2 separate regions of the Mus musculus genome follow, and region 1 is linked to region 2. Evidence: chromatin contacts called from public promoter capture Hi-C data. All regions are on one chromosome and are shown on one strand. Each heading gives the region's core, a stretch centred on a gene start, on an enhancer-like site or on the middle of the called end of the contact. The rest is flanking DNA. Distances are from core to core; before and after follow the strand shown.

The links. Capture Hi-C pulls out chosen DNA fragments and counts their contacts.
Region 1: a contact with region 2 is called in a promoter capture Hi-C map of adipose tissue, with 2.7 times the contacts expected there. The contact joins the promoter of Foxo3 here to the promoter of Gtf3c6 in region 2. A contact is called at or near these places in 1 of 484 Hi-C or Micro-C datasets (B cells) and 1 of 9 other capture datasets (adipose tissue).

The regions. Positions count from the first base shown.
Region 1 is chr10:42,272,294-42,278,261 of GRCm38.p6, forward strand. Foxo3 (forkhead box O3) reads right to left here and starts at 4,402. Exons shown (of 4, transcript NM_001376967.1): 1 at 4,233-4,402; 2 at 2,523-3,252. The coding sequence starts at 3,140. It overlaps Gm38485 (a long non-coding RNA gene), which reads right to left and starts at 2,516. Exons shown (of 2, transcript XR_380269.1): 1 at 1,605-2,516.
Region 2 is chr10:40,255,392-40,261,493 of GRCm38.p6, forward strand. Gtf3c6 (general transcription factor IIIC, polypeptide 6, alpha) reads right to left here and starts at 2,321. Exons shown (of 6, transcript NM_026113.5): 1 at 2,188-2,321; 2 at 1,822-1,902. The coding sequence starts at 2,268. Rnu3a (U3A small nuclear RNA) reads left to right here and starts at 3,077; the gene lies at 3,077-3,288.

The sequences.
Region 1 (5,968 bases), core at 3,152-5,651, 2.0 Mb after region 2:
GTGACTAAAGGAGCCTACCATTAAGCCTTGGCTTCATTCTGTAATCACCTAGCGTTCTGGCCCAAAAAGCCACAAAAGCACGTCCTAAGACTCGAATTCCTGAACTGCTTGCAAACGTCTGCAGGTTAACCTGAATTCTAGACATTTTTAGAAGCTAAAAATCCTAAAGTACAACTCACAATGAAAGCAATGTGGTTAAAGCACAGGTTTCTAAAATGGCCACACATCACAGGAGTCGATTCCTAAATTCAGATGCACAGGCGTGGGTCACATTAGCTCCTGACCCCTCTTCCCCTCACCTTCCTTCCCCACTAAACCAGCAGACAAAAAAGGCTGGCATCAGTCATAGCTAGTGTATAAACCCAGCTGGCCAGTCAGCCTCCTGTTCAAAGGGCCTTCTCTCCCCATCATTAAAAATATGGAAGTGCCTGCACGGCTACTTCCTTTGATGAAGGTCACCTTACAAAAATTTCAACTAAATTATATTCCTTCAAGTCTTCTAGGATTCCATGACACATATCCTTAAAATTAAAGCAAAAATAATTATAAAACATATGCCCTAAATTAAACATAATAAGCCTTTAGATATTCTATTGGCAATTTCTCATATGGCTTTAGTTGAAGCAAGATAGCAGTAAAAGAAAAACCTGTGAGACAAACAATAACAACATGACCACCCACATATGCCTGTGTCCCCTTAACTCTATTGAAAGCCTAAAATCTTTATGAAAATACGGACCAAACTCAACTATGGCTTCTTTTGGTAACAGGCGTGGGTCACAACGCCTTTAGAAGGTTTTCGATTTACTACTTTCAGAAGTAAATCTAAAAAAAAACTAAAGCCACAAACATACAAAACTGGTTATTTTTATAAGCACAATAGAATTATAGAATTAAATTATTTTGAAATCCTAAAAAAAAAAAAAAAACCAGTGGGGGCTAGGGAGATGGATCCATGGGTAAAGGTGCTTGCCCCAAACTTAATGATCTGAGTTCAACTCCCAGAATCCACTTGTTGGAAAGAGAGAACCACTCCCCAAAGTTGTCCTCTGACTTACACATGCTATCACATTAGCAATACTTCCAAACAGAACCTTGTCCTTTCTGTAAACAACCTCACACATGTGCCATTCCTTTGGAAATCAACAAAACTGGATCAAATATAAGCTTGTAACATCAGCATCTGAATCACCAGAAATGAGATGGGTTTGTGGAATAGTATCAAAGCATACGTTCTGCTTTTAAACCGTCCACGCAAGGCTCTTCGGTATCAGACACTTTTTCAAGTCCCTTTATCTGCAAGGCTCTTCCATAGGCTTTATCTCAGGTCTCCACAAAGATGAGCTGTTCTTATTTATACACCTAGAAACCTAGAAGCCAGAAGCCACAGAGCTCACAATGACAGCGAAATAGGAAAAGGAAGGAAACTGCAAGCAAGAGCAACTGCTGAGTAACTTCGCTCCAGGGACGTGGGGCTGTGGCTGCTTTCAGGGGAATGGGCCTGGAGGTGCCCTGAAGAGCAGGGGAGCCCGGCAGGGGACCAGGAGTCAATCTCTTTGGATGCCCAACTGCAGGAAGTCATTACATCATAGGCCTTTCCTCACCTCTCTCCCTACCACGTGTCGGGTGCCCCAAGAGGCTGAAAGGGAACAGAAGAGTCTCTCTGGCTCCTTTATAGATAGAAGCCATTATGGCCCAACCCTGCTATCAGCCCTCCCCTCCCTCCTTTCCTCCCCTCCTCCCTCCCTCCCTCCCACAGAGGCAAAGCTCTGACCGGAGTCCCCGACACGTGACAACCCCGCCTCAACCACTGCCTACAGCAGCATAGACCTCCAGCGGAGCAGCAGGTGTAGCCAGCACACTTTTAGATGACAAACCCGACCTGTTTCAAGCCCCAAAGCATTTCAGAGGCTACCTGCTGGCAGGCTTGCTGAAGTGACGTCTCTCAAGAGCAAAGGTGTGTGAGGAAAGGCGTGAGAGCCGGCCAGGGAACAGTCTGCAATCATTGCTTTTTCTAATGGGATCGATTTGCCTGTTGGTGTCAACACCCACAAGCACAAGTTGGACCCAAAGATCCTCAGTTTGCTAGTATCATGCTCCTGCCACTGCCTTGAACGCTGTCCCAAACACTCCCCCACACACGCCTTCCCTCCACCCACAATGTCCTCGGTGCATCCCACTTCCACCTCCTGTATTCCAAAGTTGGCCGCGGAGCTACCTCCTCCCCGCAGCCGAGGTAAGCCAGCACATACAAATGTCTTGGTCCTTCCTCCTTAGTGTCCCTTGCCCACAGCCTACTCATCTGGGCATGCCCAAAACTTGCCCAGGACCCTCCCTTCCCACTTTGAGGCCATCCCCAGGCTTCCCTCCTATAGGAGTGAAAAGAATCCCCCACCCCAAAGGCTCACAGCGAAGCTCCTCTGCCAGCCCTCTCTGGACGGCCGCAAACCGACCGCTTCGATACGCGCTTGGCGCTGCGAAGGCCTGGCAGGTCCGACCACCAGCCCCTGATAGGCACGCACCTTCCAGCCCGCAGAGCTGTTGCTGTCGCCCTTATCCTTGAAGTAGGGCACACAGCGCACCATCCACTCGTAGATCTGGGACAAAGTGAGCCGTTTGTCCGGGGAGCTCTCGATGGCGCGGGTGATCAGGTCGGCATAGGACAGGTTCCCCCAGGCATTCCGCCGCGAGGAGCATTTCCTTGGTTGCCCAGAGCCCCCAGCCGCCCCCGGCTGCGGCTGTGGCAGTGGCTGCTGAGGCTGCAGCTGCGTCGGCGTGCCCCCACTCAGAGCGCCTGCGGCGGACGCTGGCCCCGACCCGAGGTCCTGCCCTCCTGGAGCCAGCAGCATGGCCGAATCCTCGAGGAGCAGCCCGGAACCCAGCGTGCTGCTCACGCCGCCACCGATCACCATGGCCGAGCTGGCTCGGCCGCCGCCGTCCTCGTCGTCTTCATCGTCGTCCTCCTCGGGGATCATGGAGTCTGCGGCCGTCTCCCCCGAGGGCTTGGCCGGGCTCGCCTGCAGCTCCGGCCTCTGCAGGGGCCACGTACAGGAGCGTGGCCGACTCTGTGGCTCGAACTCTGGGTCCAGCTCCACTTCGAGCGGAGAGAGCGGGACCGGGGAGGCTGGTGCCTCTGCCATCTTCGCCGCCTGCCCGCCGCCCGCGGCTTGGGCTCTTGCTCTCTCCTCTCGAGCCCAGGCTGGGTGCGGCGGGGGAGGAACGGGGCACCGCGAAGGTTCGAGCTCCAGCTACCTAGGGAAGCGCGAAGAGAGAGTTGGTTATCCTGTGTTGGAGCCTAGTCCGCGGAGACTCCTCGCCCGCGGCCGCCACCTAGAACGGATAGACCTGGGGACGTGCGTCCCGCGAACCTGGCGCAGCAGACGCCGCCCCCTGGCCTGGCCGCCCGGGAGACGCGAGCGAATCGACGGCCCCGCGCGGGGCAGCCCCCTCCCCCGCTGCCGTCGCCAGAACCGCAGGTCTCTCCCGGACTAGATGGCGGGGCGGAGGGGGGAGGGGCGTCCCGGGGGAGGGGTGGCCGCGCCATTAAGTGTGGGCGGCCTCCGGACCCCAACAGCTCCGCAGTGGTCGGAGGGCGAGCGTGCGTGCGTGCGTTTGTTTATGTTTGGCTCTGGCTCGCTCAAGTGCCTCCCGCGGAGGCGCAGGGCAAGTCAGCAGAGTCCTGGGCTCTTCTCCCGCTCCCCAGCCCTGCGATCCCCCCCACCCCTCCCAGGCGAGAGGCCCCCTAGGGCTGGCGCGGGCAACTCCCGTCTTTTCCTCTCCGCCCGCGGACCAGCAGGGAGAGCGTGGGGGTCTGGGTGCAGACCTGCCAAGATCACTTCCAACAAGAGAGAGAGAGAGAGAGGGCCGACCCCGCAGGACTAAGAAGATCTGAGATGTATTTTCTTGGGGACGTGGGGCCCTCCGCCCCCTTCCAGGTCAGAAACGGGAAGGAGGAAGCAAGTGGGAACATAAATCTTCCAACAGGTCGGGAAGCGCCAAATCTCTCGGACTGCATGAAAACCCGGACCAGCACCGTTCATCACCTCCTTGCTCCCGCTGCTGCCATCTTGACAGTTCCCCCTTCCCTCAAGTCCTTTAAAGACACTAGCGGGAGAGAAGGGGGGGAGCACACCGAGTCACGGGGAGGGAAAGGGAAGCGCCTGGCCCAGCTCGGAAACAGATCCGGAGTCACTGGAAAGGCGGCCGCCCCGTTGCAAAGCTCCGGCGCCTACCTCGGCTCCTTCCCTTCAGGAACGAGGCGGGAGGGCGTACGATTCCGCGCGAGCCCAGGGCACCGCGACGAGGGGACTCTCGGGCCGCCGCCGCAGCCCGCCGGAGGAACCGCCTGTCAGCCTGTGCTGCGCCGCCGCCTTCCACATTCCTCCTCCTCCCTTCCACGAGCAGGGCGGCCGCGGCAGCAGCACAAAGTTATAGCCACTCACAGGGAGCCTCAACCTAGGATGACGGCGGGGCGGGTCCCCGCCCAGGGGGAGGGCTGGGGCGGGGGCCGGGAGGGCTGCTGTGCGTGCGTGTGGGAGTGCGCGTGTGTGCGCCCTCGCGCCTGCGCGGGGCTGCGGGAATGGGGGCGGGCGCGCGCGGGTCGGGACTCGGCCGGCTCCGCAGCCCTCCCGGTTGGGGTCCCGCGCTCTCCTGGGGACCTCAGCGGCCACGCTGGCCCGGGACGGGAGGCCAGGTCAGACAACACACCACTGCGCGCCGCCCCGCGCTCTCAGCCTTGGGCCCTGCGTTTGGCTCGTGGGCCCGTGGCCTGCCCGTGGGTGCGTGGGGTCGGAGCCCGCCCCAGTATCGGGTTCCTTATTAGAACCTGACACCAGGGAACACCCGGGTTAAGCCGGCAGCCGCAGGTGACAAGGGTTACCTGGGCGTGGAAACACTGGCCGGCGAAGATCGCGCCGAAAGGTGTGTCACTGGACCCTCACCTGGGACACCCGGCGACAGTCGTGCTTCGCTTTTCACGGATTTTAAGGCTAAGTGGGAAAAGTGCAACTCAGGAAGAAAAGTGCAGTGCGCCCCAGTCCTGAACGCAGGAGCAGAAGATAGCTAACTGGAAGCGGGCAACAGTTTTCTTATGCTAAAGCAGCTGATTACGTGCTTGACTTTTCTAAGTCTATAGACTTCAGATCGCACCTTCACAATCCCTTATCCCACGATCCGTGCCTCCCGGCCGTACTGTGTGCTTTTCTGCGCCACACGCGACATGCATACCAAAAGTCTACCATGCATTCTGGTTCATACGTATCTTTCCAAACAAAACCCTCTCGGTCTCTGCAGCTAAAGTCTGGGCTCCGCAACAACCCAATACCCCAAAAGAGCCAGCCTAAAAGAGCCTGCAGAGGCCGCCCACCCCGGAACTCCGGCCTCCAGGCTTTACGCGTGATCCGTCACTCAAGTGACGTGAGGCCCCCGCCCCTGCACCAAGCTAGTTCGACGCGTACAAACAGATGATGTCATTGTCTCTACACGCGCGTGACCCCGGAGCCCTGCGCCGCATCGCCATTCGCTGCGCGGCTTCCTCGTCAAGCCACGCCGAGCGCTGACTGGCCGCCGCCGCCAGTCTCTGGGCTCCAGACGCCTCTCGCTCCTCTTCGCCCCCGCCCCCAGCAAATAATAAACAATCGAGTAAAATTGCAAGGACAGAGGGGAGGGAGAGCGAAGGCGCGCTGAGTGGCAGCCTTCGCCGCGCAGACAGCGGGAGGACTAGAGGAGGACTGTGCAGGGAGGAGGGAAAGGAGGTAGGGAGCGGATCTGAGCCGCACGCTCTATCAGGGCGAGAAACTTTGAGAACCTCGGCGAGGCCAGCTTGCTAGCACGGCGGGCTCTAGGACCCCAGGGCCCTGGCGAGACGGGAGGGGCGGAGCCTGGTTGCGCAAAGCCCGTGGGCGGAGCCCGGCGGCACGTGCGGGAGGAGGGGGCGCGTTGCACGGGCTCGCCCGGGACGCGCAGCCCC
Region 2 (6,102 bases), core at 1,071-3,570:
AGAGACAGACAGACACCCGGCGTGGTAGTGCACGCTTTGATCCCAGCACTCGGGAGGCAGAGGCAGGTGGATTTCTGAGTTCGAGGCCAGCCTGGTCTACAAAGTGAGTTCCAAGACAGCCAGGGCTATACAGAGAAACTCGGTGTCAAAAAAAACAAACAAAAAAAAAAAATGCACCTTGGACTAGGTGTGATGGGCCATGCCTTTCACACTTGGAAGGCAAAGAGGCAGACCATCCGTGAGTCTGACACAAGGCTGGCCTCAGCTCACTGAGATATGCCTGTTTGCACTTCCTATGCATTGGGTGGGATTAAGAGTATGTCCATGCTGGAGAGATGGCTCAGTGGTTAGGAGCACTGACTGCTCTTCCAAAGGTCCTGAGTTCAAATCCCAGAAACCACAAGGTGGCTCACAACCACCCATAATGAAATCTGACACCCTCTTCTGGTGTGTTTGAAGACAGCTACGGTGTACTTATTTATAATAATAAATCTTTAGGCCAGAGCAAGCAGGGTTGACCAGAGTGAGCAGAGGTCCTAAATTCAATTCCCAACAACCACATGAAGGCTCACAACCATCTGTACAACTACAGTATACTCATATACATAAAATAAATAAATAAATCTTTAAAAAAAATGTCCACCATGCCTGAGTGGACTTTCTGTTGTCGTTTTGAGACGGGGTCTCTCTGTGGGTCTGTCTGTCTGTCTTAGAACTTGCTATGTACACCACACTACTCATCTCTGATTGGCATGTTGGGGTAAGTGGCAGAAATTAACCTGTTTAAATATTTGAAGCCAAGGATTTTGCCCAAAAATTTTGATAACAGCTTTATCCCCCATCCCTACCCCCATCCCCCAAAGACAGGGTTTCTCTGTGTAACAGCCCTGACTGTCCTGGGACTCACTCTGCAGACCAAGCAGGCCTCAAACTTAAGAGATCCGTTTGCCTCTGCCTCATGAGTGCTGGGATTAAAGGTATGTATCATCATCAGGCAATAACGTAATATTTTAAACTGTGTCTTCTCCAGGCATTTTGAAGACAGGGCTTTCTGTAGATCAAGGTGGCCTAGAACTTACTATATCATTAAGGATGACAATGAGCCAGGCGGTGGTGGCGCACGCCTTTAATCCCAGCACTTGGGAGGCAGAGGTAGGCAGATTTCTGAGTTCGAGGCCAGCCTGGTCTACAAAGTGAGTTCCAGGGCATTCCGGGGAGTTGGGGGGTAGGATGACAATGAACTTCGGATCCGCCTGCCTTGGGCTCTCCAGTGCCGGCATTACAGGTGTGCACCAGGACAGCCTGCTCTCATGCTATTTTTTCCTAATTGGCTTGTGAGGAGTGAGCCAAAGACACACCAAAGGCATGGTGAAGCAGGTGACATGGGTACTTGGTGACCGGCCGGGCAACACTGCATACATATCCACACTTAGACCAGAGTCTGCGTCCAGACTAGTACACTCAACTGTGGTACTATTGGAGGATAGAACTGAGGCCACGCCCACTACAAGGAAGGCAGGCACTGCTTAACAGCATGGATTAGGCTTTGTCCTGAAAGTCCCCCAGAAGTTTCATACAAGGTGTTTTGCTCTTTCTCTCCAGCCACACATTCAGACAGTGAAGAAGAAGCAGTCAGGCATTTTCTCTGCTCCCATAGAATCCCTCCCTTGTAACCTACTCTTCTGGTATGAGCCTGGAGCGTTTGATCACTGCTTTGTAAGGTGGGATGAACGTCTCTCTCTTTGTGGACAAGCATATCACCTTTTAGTCTTGTTTTAACTTTAAGAAAATCTACAACATTCCCCGAATTCTAAGACTCACCAAAATCTTGCATTTATTTTCACATTTGGAGAGAAAGTCTGAATCAATGATTCCTGACAATTCTACCAGAACAAACTGCTCCTGGTGGAAGAAAGCAAAGTTAATAAGGTAGACAAGGGGCAGTAAATAAGAAATGCCCCAAATTTCTCTGTGAAAACTCGATCCAGTTTCTGGTGGAAACCGATTCTTTCTAGAATGGGTAAACCAGAACTGAAGCTAGCCCTCCACGGCTTCTCGGGCTTCGGAAAGCCAGCGAGCTGTCTACCGGCCTCCCTCCCTCCGTCCGCATCCCAGACTCCCTTCCCCACCCAGGGGTGGCTCAACCAAGACCGCCCGCGCCGCAGGCCTCTGACCCTCGCTTACAACCTCCTCTAGCTCCTCTTCCTCCTCCTCCAAGTCCTCCCAAATGGGATCCACTGCCGCCGCCATAGCGTTCGGAGACGCCATCACTGGCCACGCCCCCTGTGGATGCCATTTTGGATACGGGCAGCGGCGTCCGGCTTCCGGCCAGAAAGCAAGATGGCGACGCCAGGCTTCCGTAAGTGGGTCCCACGTGGAGACTCGACACGCTCCGAGCTTCGGGAATTTAGGGTATTTAGCCCCACTTTGAAGAACGTGGCTCATAGAGCTCAGGCTACACTGAACTCAGTAAGTAGCTGAGGATGAGCGTAATCAACTGCCTCCACTATAAAACAAAACCTCACGTTTATTGTCTGCCGAAGGAGACTAGAGGATCAATGGTGGCCTCCACTTTTCATCCCAACATCTAAGGACGCGGGAGGGAGAGGATTAATGCAAATTCTAGGCCAGAGTGGCTACTTAGTTAACACAAACCCAGCAGTGACGCTACTGGGACAGGGTGGAATTCAGACCGCAGAGGACACAAATCAACACCCATCTTAAGTAAAACGCAGCCTGAGGAGCCGCACCCACCCTTTAAAACTGGTCCGGAAGTGATTTTCTTAGGATGACTGAAGACACTGGCGTGTGATTGGCTATTATCCTCAATATGTTAATTATGAACTTGATTCTGAGTTAGTTTACAAGTCATAAGTATTCAGAATGAGTTTTTGTTTTTGTTTTTTTTTTTTGCAAAATAATATACGAACACAGCTTCGAAAGTGCATGTGTATGGTATTCCTTAGGAGAATATTACGGGGTTTTCGCGGGGGGGGGGGGGCGGGTGGGGAATGTCACCATTAGTTAAAAATGTGCTGTCAGAGGTGGCCTCGCGGCGGCTGGCAACGCTAAACTAAGACTATACTTTCAGGGATCATTTCTATAGTTTGTTACTAGAGAAGTTTCTCTGACTGTGTAGAGCACCCGAAACCACGAGGAGGAGACAGAGTGTCCTTTCCTGAGCGTGAAGCCGGCTTTTAGTGCTGCATTTTGCAACTGCTATCTGCCATTGATGATCGTTCTCAACTCTCTTGAGGGTTGAGAGGGAGAGGACACAGTCTGAGTGGTTTCTTTTATATTTAGTTGAAAGTTAGAGTAGATGCTTTGGTCCTGAGCTACTAAATGGATATCTTTCCTCTTGTATTTTACATGGCTTATACTGTGTAGCCCGGTCATTCCTCTCTGTATGGTCCCAGACGACCTCCAACTCAAGTTCTGCTTTCTGCCTGCCTCAGCCTCCTAAGTGCTGGGGTTTAGGGTGTTCACTACAGCCTGGCTGACCTGCCTTTCTTGTTCTTAGTATGAATGTAGTTATAATGTTCACGAGACCATTAACTGCAAGAAAAATTTTAAGTGCTTATGAACAACAAAACAGGAAAGAATTTTGTCCTATTAGTAGTTGTGTGTGAAGTAAACTTAGGTCTTCTGCAAGCATGACTGAAGCTCCTTGCAGAGGAAAAAAAAATCTATGAGGAAGGCTATTAACCTGAACTAGTAAATAAAGAATATTAAATGTGATAGTGGTCGCAATATTAAGACACTGCCACTAGGAGGCGACAAGTGATTTAACAATCTGCTCCTTCTTGCTCTTTTACTTGGAAAACTTATATGAGAATTTTTATTTTCTCCTTTTTGTTGTTGTTGTTGTTGTTGTTTTAGTTTTTCGAGAGGGTTTCTCTATGTAACAGTCCTGGCTGTCTTGAAACTCGTTTTGTAGACCAAGCTTTCCTCGAGCTTACAGAGAGCTTCCTGCCTCTGCTGGAATTAAAGGTATACACCACCATACCAGGCTTAAAAATATGTTTTATAGCAGAGTTCTTGTAAAAGAGCCTTTAGAGGTAACATCTTGTCTCAGAAATGAACATTTTGCACTTACATAAGAGTAAGATACAGTAAGTTTTTGTTTTTTCTGTTTTAAACTTGTACTTTACTTGTATGAGAAAATGAAGTGCAAGACTCGGAATGTAGCTCAATTGTAGGGCCTGGAACCTTCAAAACCCTTGATCCTTTCCTGGTGGTGATGGCCCACGCACTCAGGAGTTCAAAGGCTAGCCTGGTCTACAGAGTAAGATCCAAGACAACCAGGGCTACACAGAGAAAAACCATCTCTCTGGGGGCGGGGCGGGGCGGGGCGGGACGGGGCGGGAACTACAAAGTGCAGGATAACTTTGGCTTCAAATTTCAGCTGCATCACAATGTGCTGAAAGGCTTCTCCAGATCTCTGAAGCACTGCAATCTAATTCTGGGAAGTTCAGTATAGGACAGATAGCAAGTGTGCAGGTTATACTGATGCTCTGTTCTAAGGAATTCAGTTGAAAAACTCTGATAGAAAATAATAGCAAAGAGCCATTTGCAAGCAGCCATGTACAACTAAATACTGAGAGATACTAAGCATCCCAGCTCGATAGAGAGTAATAATAGCTGTGAAAATAAAATGTAATTCTTTATTTTTATTTCATTATTTTTTGTGTGTATGTGTATAGGTGTTTCACCTACATTATGGTTTGTGCAACACACATTCAAACAAAAATAGCTGGGTGTGATGGCACAAGCAATTGTGATGTCCCAGCATTTGGGCAGATGGATGGATGAATCTCTGCGTTTGAGGACAGACTGGTTTACATAGTGAATTGCAGACCAACCAGCCAAGGCTTTGTAGTGAGGTGCTGTTAAGAAATAAAAAAAGGTGGAGGAGATCATGAGATTTGCATATGATGCCAGCATCTATGATGAAATTTCTCTGATTCCCCCCAAAGGGATGTGGCCCAGTTAGCAGAAGCCCTGACGCTGGAAGCCCTGACTCCATCTCTAGCTCCACACAAACGTTGCGGTGGTGCTTACCTGTTTTCTCAGAACTCCAGAGGTGGAAGGGGGAGGGGAGGAGAAGAAGCCATCACAACCATGTGGTTGTGAGCCACCATGTGGTTGCTGAGCATTGAACTCAGGAGCTCTGGAAGAGCAGTCAGTGCTCTTAACCGCTGAACCAAGCCTGAAAGGGCTTATTTTTAGGTCCCAATTTCAGGTTATAGTCCATCTTAGCAAAGAACAAAGAGTAATGCTGAACAATTGGAAGGACCATCCCGGAGCTACATCGCATACGCGTATGTAAACGTTTTCACCTTTTAAAAGTTTCCTCTGCTGTTAAAGGCACGTCTGTGGAAACGTTTGGGAAATACTGAAATATTAGGGGTCTTGTTTTTGGGGTTTGTTTTGTATTTTTGTTTTGTAAATGATGCTTGGTAACTTGGCGGGGAAGGTGAAGGACTGTCTTGTCAAGTACTCCGGAGACTGAGGCAGGAGGATCCAAAATTCAAGGTCAGCCAGGTGATTTAGTTAGACTCAGTCTCAACATAAAAGTAAAATGAGGAGATAAATCTCCCTGGAGGGTATTAGCATTTGTGAAGACCTGGGTTCAGTCCCCAGCACCAACAAATAAGCAAGGAGGTGAAGCTTGGAGTATCATGTGACCTTTGTAGCCACAGAAGTACACCAGGGGTCAGCAGCCTTGTGTTGTGGAGTGGGATCTGGAGGACTGGGCTTCTAATTGGATGCAGAGGAGCAGATGAGGGGGAAAAAAAAATCCAGATTATTGGTATGTGAGGGTGTGGTAGTGTATGCCTCTAATCCCGGCTCAGGGTACTGAGGCAGAGATATCACAAAAAGGTTAGGCTAGGAAACTTATCCGAAGCCTGTCTGTAAAATAAAATACATGTATTAACTTCTTGTTTGTTTGTTTGTTTGTTTTTGTTTTTTTTTTTTCCAGACAGGGTTTCTCTGTGTAGCCCTGGCTGTCCTGGAACTTACTCTGTAGGCCAGGCTGGCCTCGAACTCAGAGATCTACCTGCCTCTGCCTCCCGAGTGCTGGAATTAAAGGCGTGTGCC